Regions from separate parts of the Hordeum vulgare genome. Here region 2 is linked to region 1. A link is a contact called in public Hi-C data. All regions are on one chromosome and are shown on one strand. Each heading gives the region's core, a stretch centred on a gene start, on an enhancer-like site or on the middle of the called end of the contact. The rest is flanking DNA. Distances are from core to core; before and after follow the strand shown.

The links. Hi-C and Micro-C count contacts between places; a contact is called where the count stands out from the background.
Region 2: a Hi-C map of leaf shows a contact between it and region 1, with 7 times the contacts expected there. The contact joins the promoter of LOC123426028 here to the enhancer-like site in region 1. A contact is called at or near these places in 2 of 6 Hi-C or Micro-C datasets (leaf and seedling).

Annotation. Positions count from the first base shown.
Region 1 is chr2H:259,167,065-259,171,211 of MorexV3_pseudomolecules_assembly, reverse strand. No RefSeq gene overlaps it. Among protein-coding and RNA genes, the nearest start is that of LOC123426372, 60 kb to the right of the region's middle. Within about 2 kb of position 2,196, at least 3 of the 3 cell types and tissues checked have open chromatin away from gene starts, as enhancers often do. A contact at or near this core is called in leaf and seedling, where this site is marked.
Region 2 is chr2H:259,626,815-259,630,716 of MorexV3_pseudomolecules_assembly, reverse strand. LOC123426028 reads left to right here and starts at 1,618. Exons shown (of 3, transcript XM_045109808.1): 1 at 1,618-1,881; 2 at 2,001-2,088; 3 at 2,284-2,596. The coding sequence starts at 1,647. The coding sequence ends at 2,425.

The DNA of each region.
Region 1 (4,147 bases), core at 947-3,446:
AAAGTTTGAAGGTTACATTAACCACTCGGCATTCCGAAGCAGATTAAACTTAATGTTTTTCCCGACTATCACTTAGAAGATGAAGACTCCACAACTTCCACGAAGGTGTCGATGTCGATCTCAGGCGCGGGAATCAGAGCGCCTCACCACTTCCTCCACTGCCCACGTCTCCGCCGTTTCCGCCCCACTTGCTTGCTGCCTCAACTCAAAAAATGCGGAAATACTGCCTCACTCATAACCCGAATGGATTCCGAGGTGACCTGATCACCCTTACCATAGCGCGAGTGGGATTCGTCCTAACTCATCGTTGGGCATTCGGAGCTCTGGGCTCACGATCGTCCGAATCTATAACTTATCTTCCCCAAAGATAAACAATTGCCACCGATTGCAAGCATGCGACCATGCTTAAACACTCGGAATTTTTTACTTTTGAATCCTTAGTGGTTTACCGAGTGTGTGAATGAAGTAGCTCAGAGCTACGACTCTGACGTCTCCGAGACACCGAGGACACTAAGGAGTGTCGTTCACTCGGCTAGGAAAACCTCAACCGATTCGGGGGCTAATGATGGGGTTGTACACTAGGGATAGGCCCATGGACCTGCATTCCACGGCCCACCTACGGCCGCACATGAACATCAACGTGCTCAAAGCTATCGGTGCAGTCACGGTCTCACTCGGGCAAACAGGTTCTTACTCGGTTGGACAAGATCGATCGGATCATCTTCGGTCAGTCGGACGTGTCCCGACACTCGGACTACAACAAGGTGTGGACGACGAAGAGACTACAACGGCCACATGCTTAAGCTACCATATGAAATGCAATGAAGACCAACGTTAACAGTAACGTCGGAGTTAGAGCTGTTGTTACTAGTAACTTTTGTAGTTATTAGCATTAACTCACCCTTGTAATGGCTCTCGGTCGGTCATGACGCACTCTATATAAGCCACGCTTGAGCTACTGGACAAGGGTTAAGCATTCTGTAATCTTACACCCCCATAAGCAAACACTAGCCTCCGGGCTCGACACATAGGGTTGTTATCACTCTCGAGCGGGGCCCGAACTCGTACATCCGAGTGCAACTACTGCGTCGTACTTAGGCTCCGTCCCTCATTCGTACGTTTGATATTAATGTCAAGATTATTTTCCTAACATACGAACGTTTGAGGGGTCAGATTTAAAGAATCCGATTGTAGATGCTTTAATGTCCCATTGAGCGATTACCTCTTGGCTGTGACAAACCCGATGGCCTCTTGGCGTGCATGTGCTATGTAATGCTACACGCACTGCACATTGACTAGGATGGAGATTCCCTCTTCCCGCATAGCTTGGTGGCCTCAAAATTATACATTTGTTCGATTTCAGAGGGCCCTTCTCCCAAGCCATAATCGTAAATAAGTACTTTCATCTCCAGCACGAGTTGCCTGATGCCTTAGGTTTGGCGTGGGAACTGGGAAGGGCAAGTGGTGTCTGCAAGTGCAAAAATAATGGAGTGGTGCGAGTCTTTTCATCGTGAGGGATTGATGGTATTCTTATGTTGAGTTAGCGACCATTTGTCCTCCCAACAGTTGATGGTTTGGCAGCGATGGATGGATGAAGCCGGTGTGATCGCGAACAAGAAAAGGGGAGCGCAAGGAATCATCGCACAAGACTACAAGCTAAGCTGTTGGCGGGCTCCGCCCGCCCACATCCCCCGAAGATGGAGCAACCGATGGATCGGGTGTGAAACCCGAAAGGCCAACGTCTGGCTCCGTCTCCGTGACCTCGACCGTGCGGCGATCTGTACTAGTCCAGACCACCGGCTAGACCGTGTCCGTGTAGGCCCAGCACCACACCAGCTGCCTGGTACCACAACATGACACCCCCGTATGCTTGAACCACTAGTCTTTGACTGCTCCTGCTCGATCGATCACACTATATTCGCCACAGCCATAGCGCTGAGCAAGGATTCACGTTTCGGCCTGCAGAGTCATGTGGAAGGAGATACAACTGGGCGTGCATGCACCCGGTCGAGAGGCACAGAAACGACTGGTTCACTTCACACGCGTCCATGGCAAATGATGAACGCGTCGGTTAGAAAGGTGCGCGGTTGCCGTTCCACACGTCACCAAGTCACGTTGCCCGCCTCACTAGGCAGGAGGTGATGAATGTCTTGACGCCGATGGAATCGCGGGCGCGATCTGATCTCGTCATCGACCGTTGCCGTTGCCGTTACGTTGGCCTCATCTCACATGTGACTCAGCTCCGGTGTCTGGACTGGACCAGCTCCCTTGTCGTCAGGGACACCACACGACAACCGGCCGACCCAGGCCATTGACATTTTTCCAATAAGACGTTTATACTCGTCCCCTGCTTAAGGCATCTCCAACACGCGCTACGGCGCGGCCCACAATTTTTTTTTACAGCTACGAAATTTCGACGTGCAAAAGCGCAAAAGGCTATTTCAGGGCTGTAAAAAAAATTACGCGGCTCGTCGTAGCACTCTGTTGGAGATTCTCTTACGCGTGTGCACTGTGATCTACACGAGCGCAGTAATAATCCTCCGGTTCCCATCGCTTTTGGGCAGGACTAAGCGAAATAGCAGGTCAGCCGTAACCGCATCATGCATGTCGGTGTAACACTTAACATGTGATCCTATTCATATTTTGACAGGAGGGCCTCGACAGTAATAGAAACGAATCTCGTCGTTTCGTAAGAATGGATATCGTAATAAATACATGTAAAAAAATGCGTACATGGTATTGGCTTACACTCGCCGTAAGATACAATATAAAGATCTCAATACAACGATATGCTCAACCACCATATACAAGAGCAAGGTCCGACTACAGAGAAAATCAAACGATAAAACGACGTCTATCCTTATTACCCCACGTTGCGGGCCTCGAACTCATCTTAGATCGATGAAGAAGAAAAAGAAGAAAAACTTCAAATGAAACAAGCATCGCTCGCATGTTAAAGTGTCGCTTTACATGTACCTGCAACTATTGTTGTAGTAATCTATAAGCCACGGGAAATCGGCAATCTCATTTTCAAAGGTATCAAGAGTAGCAAAACTTAATGGGTAACATATGGTTAAGTGGTGAGATCAAAGCAAACACTACGCATTTATTTGGATGCCTAACTTATGAGTACAAGAATAAAGGGGGGGTGTGATCCACGCTTAAACGAACGCGAACTAATGATGATCAAGAAGTGATCCTGAACACCTACTTACGTGTTAATCATAAGCCCACCGCGTCCTCTCTTAGATCAGAACTCACGAGTAGAGACAGTCACGGTTACACACACAGTTGGTGTATTTTATTTGTGTTACTTCAAGTTTTTTATCACCAGCTGTTAAACAAAGTTTCCAAGTTGTCACATAACCGTAGACACGGCTCTCAGAAAGATTTAACCCTACATAGTGCTCCAACTCATCCATCACAAACTAGCCACAAGCAACATGGAAAACTTGAACCACGGAAAACTCGGAGACTCCTCGTAATTCCGCTGGAAGACCTCAACCTCGAGATAGCCCAAACTATCCTCGGAATTTCGGTGCACAAAATATTGTAAAAGGTAAAACAAATCCAGCAAGGCCGTCCGGCGTGTCGACACACCTGATAGGAGCCGCGTATCTCATTCTCAGGGCACAATTAGATGAGCTAGACGTCGGGTGTTGACGTCAAAATCGGCAGATCTCGGGTAGAGGGTTCCGAACTGTGGACCTTGGATGGATGGGTTAGATGAGAGAGGGGGAGACAATGTTTACCCAGGTTCGGGACCTCTTGAGGAGGCAACAACCTACGCCTGCTTGAGGATGCCCTTATCTTGACAATGCTGCTGGAAATCGTGGATAAGCTCCCGGTCGTCACGGTCTCCGGTCTTGTTGCTGAGGAGGAATCTGGCCCAAAAGTGGTGTACTGATTGTACTCGCTTCTGTGTGACTTCGTTCGTGCTCGAAGAGTCTCGCTCCTCCGTCTTATTCTCTGTATGGGTGGTGGGTGGGAAAAGATTTTGGATTCCCATGATATGCGGGCAATAAACCTCGATAGACGTGCTCCTGACTAGGTCGCGTTCTGGACCTGCTGCTGGCCCTGACATGTTGTCGGGGCGGGATAGATTTTTTGGACTGTTAGGTGAGTCCATAAGATTACAGATCGGAAC
Region 2 (3,902 bases), core at 369-2,868, 460 kb before region 1:
TTTGAAAATATCTTCCAAAATTTCATAAATGTTTCGGAATTTTCAAAAATAGTAAGGTTGATTTTTAAAAATTGTTCCGGAATTTGAATTTTTTTCTGGCATTTGAAAAAATGTTTCATAATTTCAAAAAATCTTAGGAAATTGGAAAAAATGTTTCAAAATTTGAAAAATGTTTTGGAATTTAAAAATAATGTTCCAGAATTTGAAAAATTGTTTTGGAATTTAACAAAATGTTCCGGAATTTGAAAAAATATTCTGGGATTTGAAAAAATGTTCCGAAATTTGAAAAACTCTTCTCGAATTCTTATCAAAATGTTTCGGATTTTTTGAAAGAAAATGCAGAATTTGGAAAAATATTCCGGAACTTGAAAATTATTCCAAAATTTGAAAATTGTGGAACAATAGAAAAACTAGAAGCTCGGCCAACCCAGTTGGGCAAGAGACGAAGATGAGCGGGCCCAGTACGGACTCAATCGCTACACCATGGGCGAGCCCAGTCTGATTTCACTGCGTGCGTCAGGTGCCTATTTAACGCAGGTGCCTTCAGCGGTGGTGAAGGTGCCAAATAGGCGCTCCCCTTACTTCGGCCCGAGAACATGGTTAGGCCTCGAACGACAATGGCTTAATTGGGTCGAGTCTTTTCCATGGTACACTTTTTTTCTTGCTGAACATAACATGGTACAGTATTAGGTGGCTTCCCCCGAAGTCATTATTAGTTAAAACTTACCCTTGAAAAATGTTACTCTCTCCGTTCCTAAATATAATTCTTTTAATTTTTTTTACTAATGGACTACATACAAAATAAAATGAGTGAATATACACTCTAAATTATGTCTATATACATTCGTATGTAGTTTTCTAGTGAAACTCTAAAAAGACTTATATTTAAAAACGGAGGAAGTACTTACCACCTTCTCACTTGCTAACATGTGAAGCACAATTTTTTTCTTTCGTAGAATTATTTATTCAAAATAATTTATCTACATTCAAATATCCAACCCTTTGATTTCTTATGTCAAGATCTTAAAAATAAGATCACATGTTAATAGGTTTCTACAAACTTATTTACATAAGAAAAAACAATAAACAAAATATGAATACTAAAAAAAATTCCAGAAAAAAGTGAAAAAATTGGCAACCAAAAAACAAATACCAAAACAAAACAAAACAAAAAAGAAGTCGGAAGCACGGTTGCGTTTTTTACCTTTTTTTAGGAAACACATATTGTGTTTTTCACTATTTTTCTTGGTAAGCACACATTGTGCTTCCCATGAAAATAAGGTCGTGCTTGTTGTAGAATTATAGCTGTATTTTTTTCCCATTCAAGTAAAAGCTTATATTTGCTTCTCGTTGAAGCACATGCCCTCATGAAATACAATCGTGCTTTTTGTGTAAGCGCATTCTAACCTATAAGGACGCTGGGCGACCCGCCCCCCCGAGCGCTTCGTCGATTGGGCTTCGTTGACCGTTCGATCTTCCTTCTGGCGCATCTGAGTTGCTGGATCTTCACAATGTTAAAAACTGTTTTTTTTACCTCGCGGTTGTTTTCATTGTCCAATGACGGGTGGGCTCGAGCGACACGCTTGTTGGCTGGGTTGATAAATCTCGCGTGGAAGAGGCTCCTTCTCGCGCTCCGCTCCTGATCCATGTCGCGGGGGTGCCACGTGCACCAACCCTACCCGCCACATCTCTCCTTCCTTCCTCCCTCGCTCCACTCCAACTCTAATCGCCACACCTCTCCTTCCTCTCTCGCTCGACACCACAAGAGCCGCCTCCTCCCTCCTTCCTGCTCGTTCGGACAGCCGCCGGCCGCTACATCCCTTCTTCCCGTTCCTCCTGCACCCCAACTCAAGAAGCCGACGGTGGGGATGGAGAAGTCAGGTTGTATCCACCGCAGCTCACGAGGAAGCCAAATGCCCTTCTAACAATATTGCCACAACCACCAACCTTATCCTGTCTGCTTCCCCGAGTTTATCTTTCCCTCCACACTTTGCCTGAAGGTTCTCTACCTCTGTTGTTTCTTCTATCGTGCTCGGTCCCCGAGAACCAGAGGCGTATCACCACCCGCAGTGCCCCGCCCTCTCTCAGGTACACCTTCTCGTCCAACTCTCTCGCCCCCTACTTGTCAAGCTCTTGTAATGGTGGTGAGCAGAGACGCCTCTCTCCCTCCCACCCTCCCTCTCTCCCTCTCCCTCCCACCCTCCCTCCCTCCCTCTCTCTCTCTCTCCAATCTAAATGTACGTGATTTAATTTGTTAGGTCTTAGATCCGTTTTGGTTTTTAGCAGAGCAACAAAAGGCTCCTCCGAGCACCGCCCTCATCCCCAAGGTATATTCTTCTGTTTCAGATCCAGCTCTAATCCTGCTGCATGGCCACAAAAAATAATTGGCTTGCTCCCCATGCCTCTGAATGTTATAGTTGCATAAAAGTAGTAAGATATGTATCTTTCTACTAAATATCCAGATCTGGTTTTGGGGCATGCCCGTAGAAAAAACATGTTTGGTCGCTCCCCATCTGTTTTTATATGTGCTTTGTATATTTGACAGTGTATTTGGGTTATTTCTTTCTCTGGAGGTTGGGCATATTGGTTGTCTTTTTTTACTAGCAGTCTTTCTTTTTAGTATATGGAAGAGGTTACTAGCACACATGTATAATATTAGTTATTAAGTATCTAAATAAGTTCAACCTCAAAACATATTGCGTACGCTTCAAAATTGGAGTGTGACTTTTGCATTTGGGCAGAGCATTCGGGCAGAGCAAAAATATTCGTGATTTGTTTCGTCTGTCTTGTCTAATGATCCTCTATTGATAGGATTAGTAAATCAAGCATTCGGGCAGAGCAAATATATATGCATATGTATAGTTAGACAATACTGATGTGCACGTGGCTACCCAGTTCAGTAAAGTGTAAAATATTAAACAAACAATACATATAACCACATTAAACAAACAAATAGTATAACTTAAGGGTGTCCGTTAACTAACACTAGTAGGAGAAATGCTAGGAGTAGCGCTGGTTTTTCCCTTACCAGTAGCGTTTATGCCAGCGCTACTGCAATCGCGCTACGACTAATCTATTAGTAGTAGCGTCAAAAATAAAAGCGCTACTCGTATACACATTAGCAGTAGCGCTGGAATGAATAAAGCGCTACTGCTAAGCCTGCGCTACTGCTAATATTCTAGTGTTACTGCTAATATTTCTGCTTTCAATATTTAATTCGCGTCGTATCTATGCCCCCCCTACGTATTTGTGCATGCTCTATACAGTGGTTTCAACATATCATAATAAACATGCATAATTTTTATCACATCATACACATAAAGTAGTCTCTTCATTTATACCATCATCATCATCATCATTATCCAACACAAATATTATCAAATCTCAAAAATAGCGATACACACAAGTCATGGTACACCCACAAGTTTCATCATCCCTATTTAAACCATCATGTATAAGAGAAGAGTGACCATCATGAGCAAGAGCGCGACTATGTAGTACTTCTTGAGACATCGGTTTCGCTTCGTCTGTTGCAGTAGCATCCACCTCAAGTAACTCATTTCCGCTTTGACTCTGCTGTCGAACCCTCTGTGGCAAGCGCCCGGGTACCTGTCCACCTAGGCCGAAGCGTCTGGCCAGTGGTCGTACACTCCTGGAACCCTCCCAATGAATACGACGTAGCAGTCCTTCGCCATCTCCGATCTATGTACCTGCATCGTAAATTGATTAATTCAATGATATATAATATGCAACATAATGTACTTGAGAAACACAGGCAGTAAACATATATAAATAACGAAGTTCCTCATACACAATCTAATTAACTAGAGCGATGTGCGGTAGTTCATATAAAGACCAGTAGTATTAATTATAACTGAACACACACATTGTCATCCTCAATC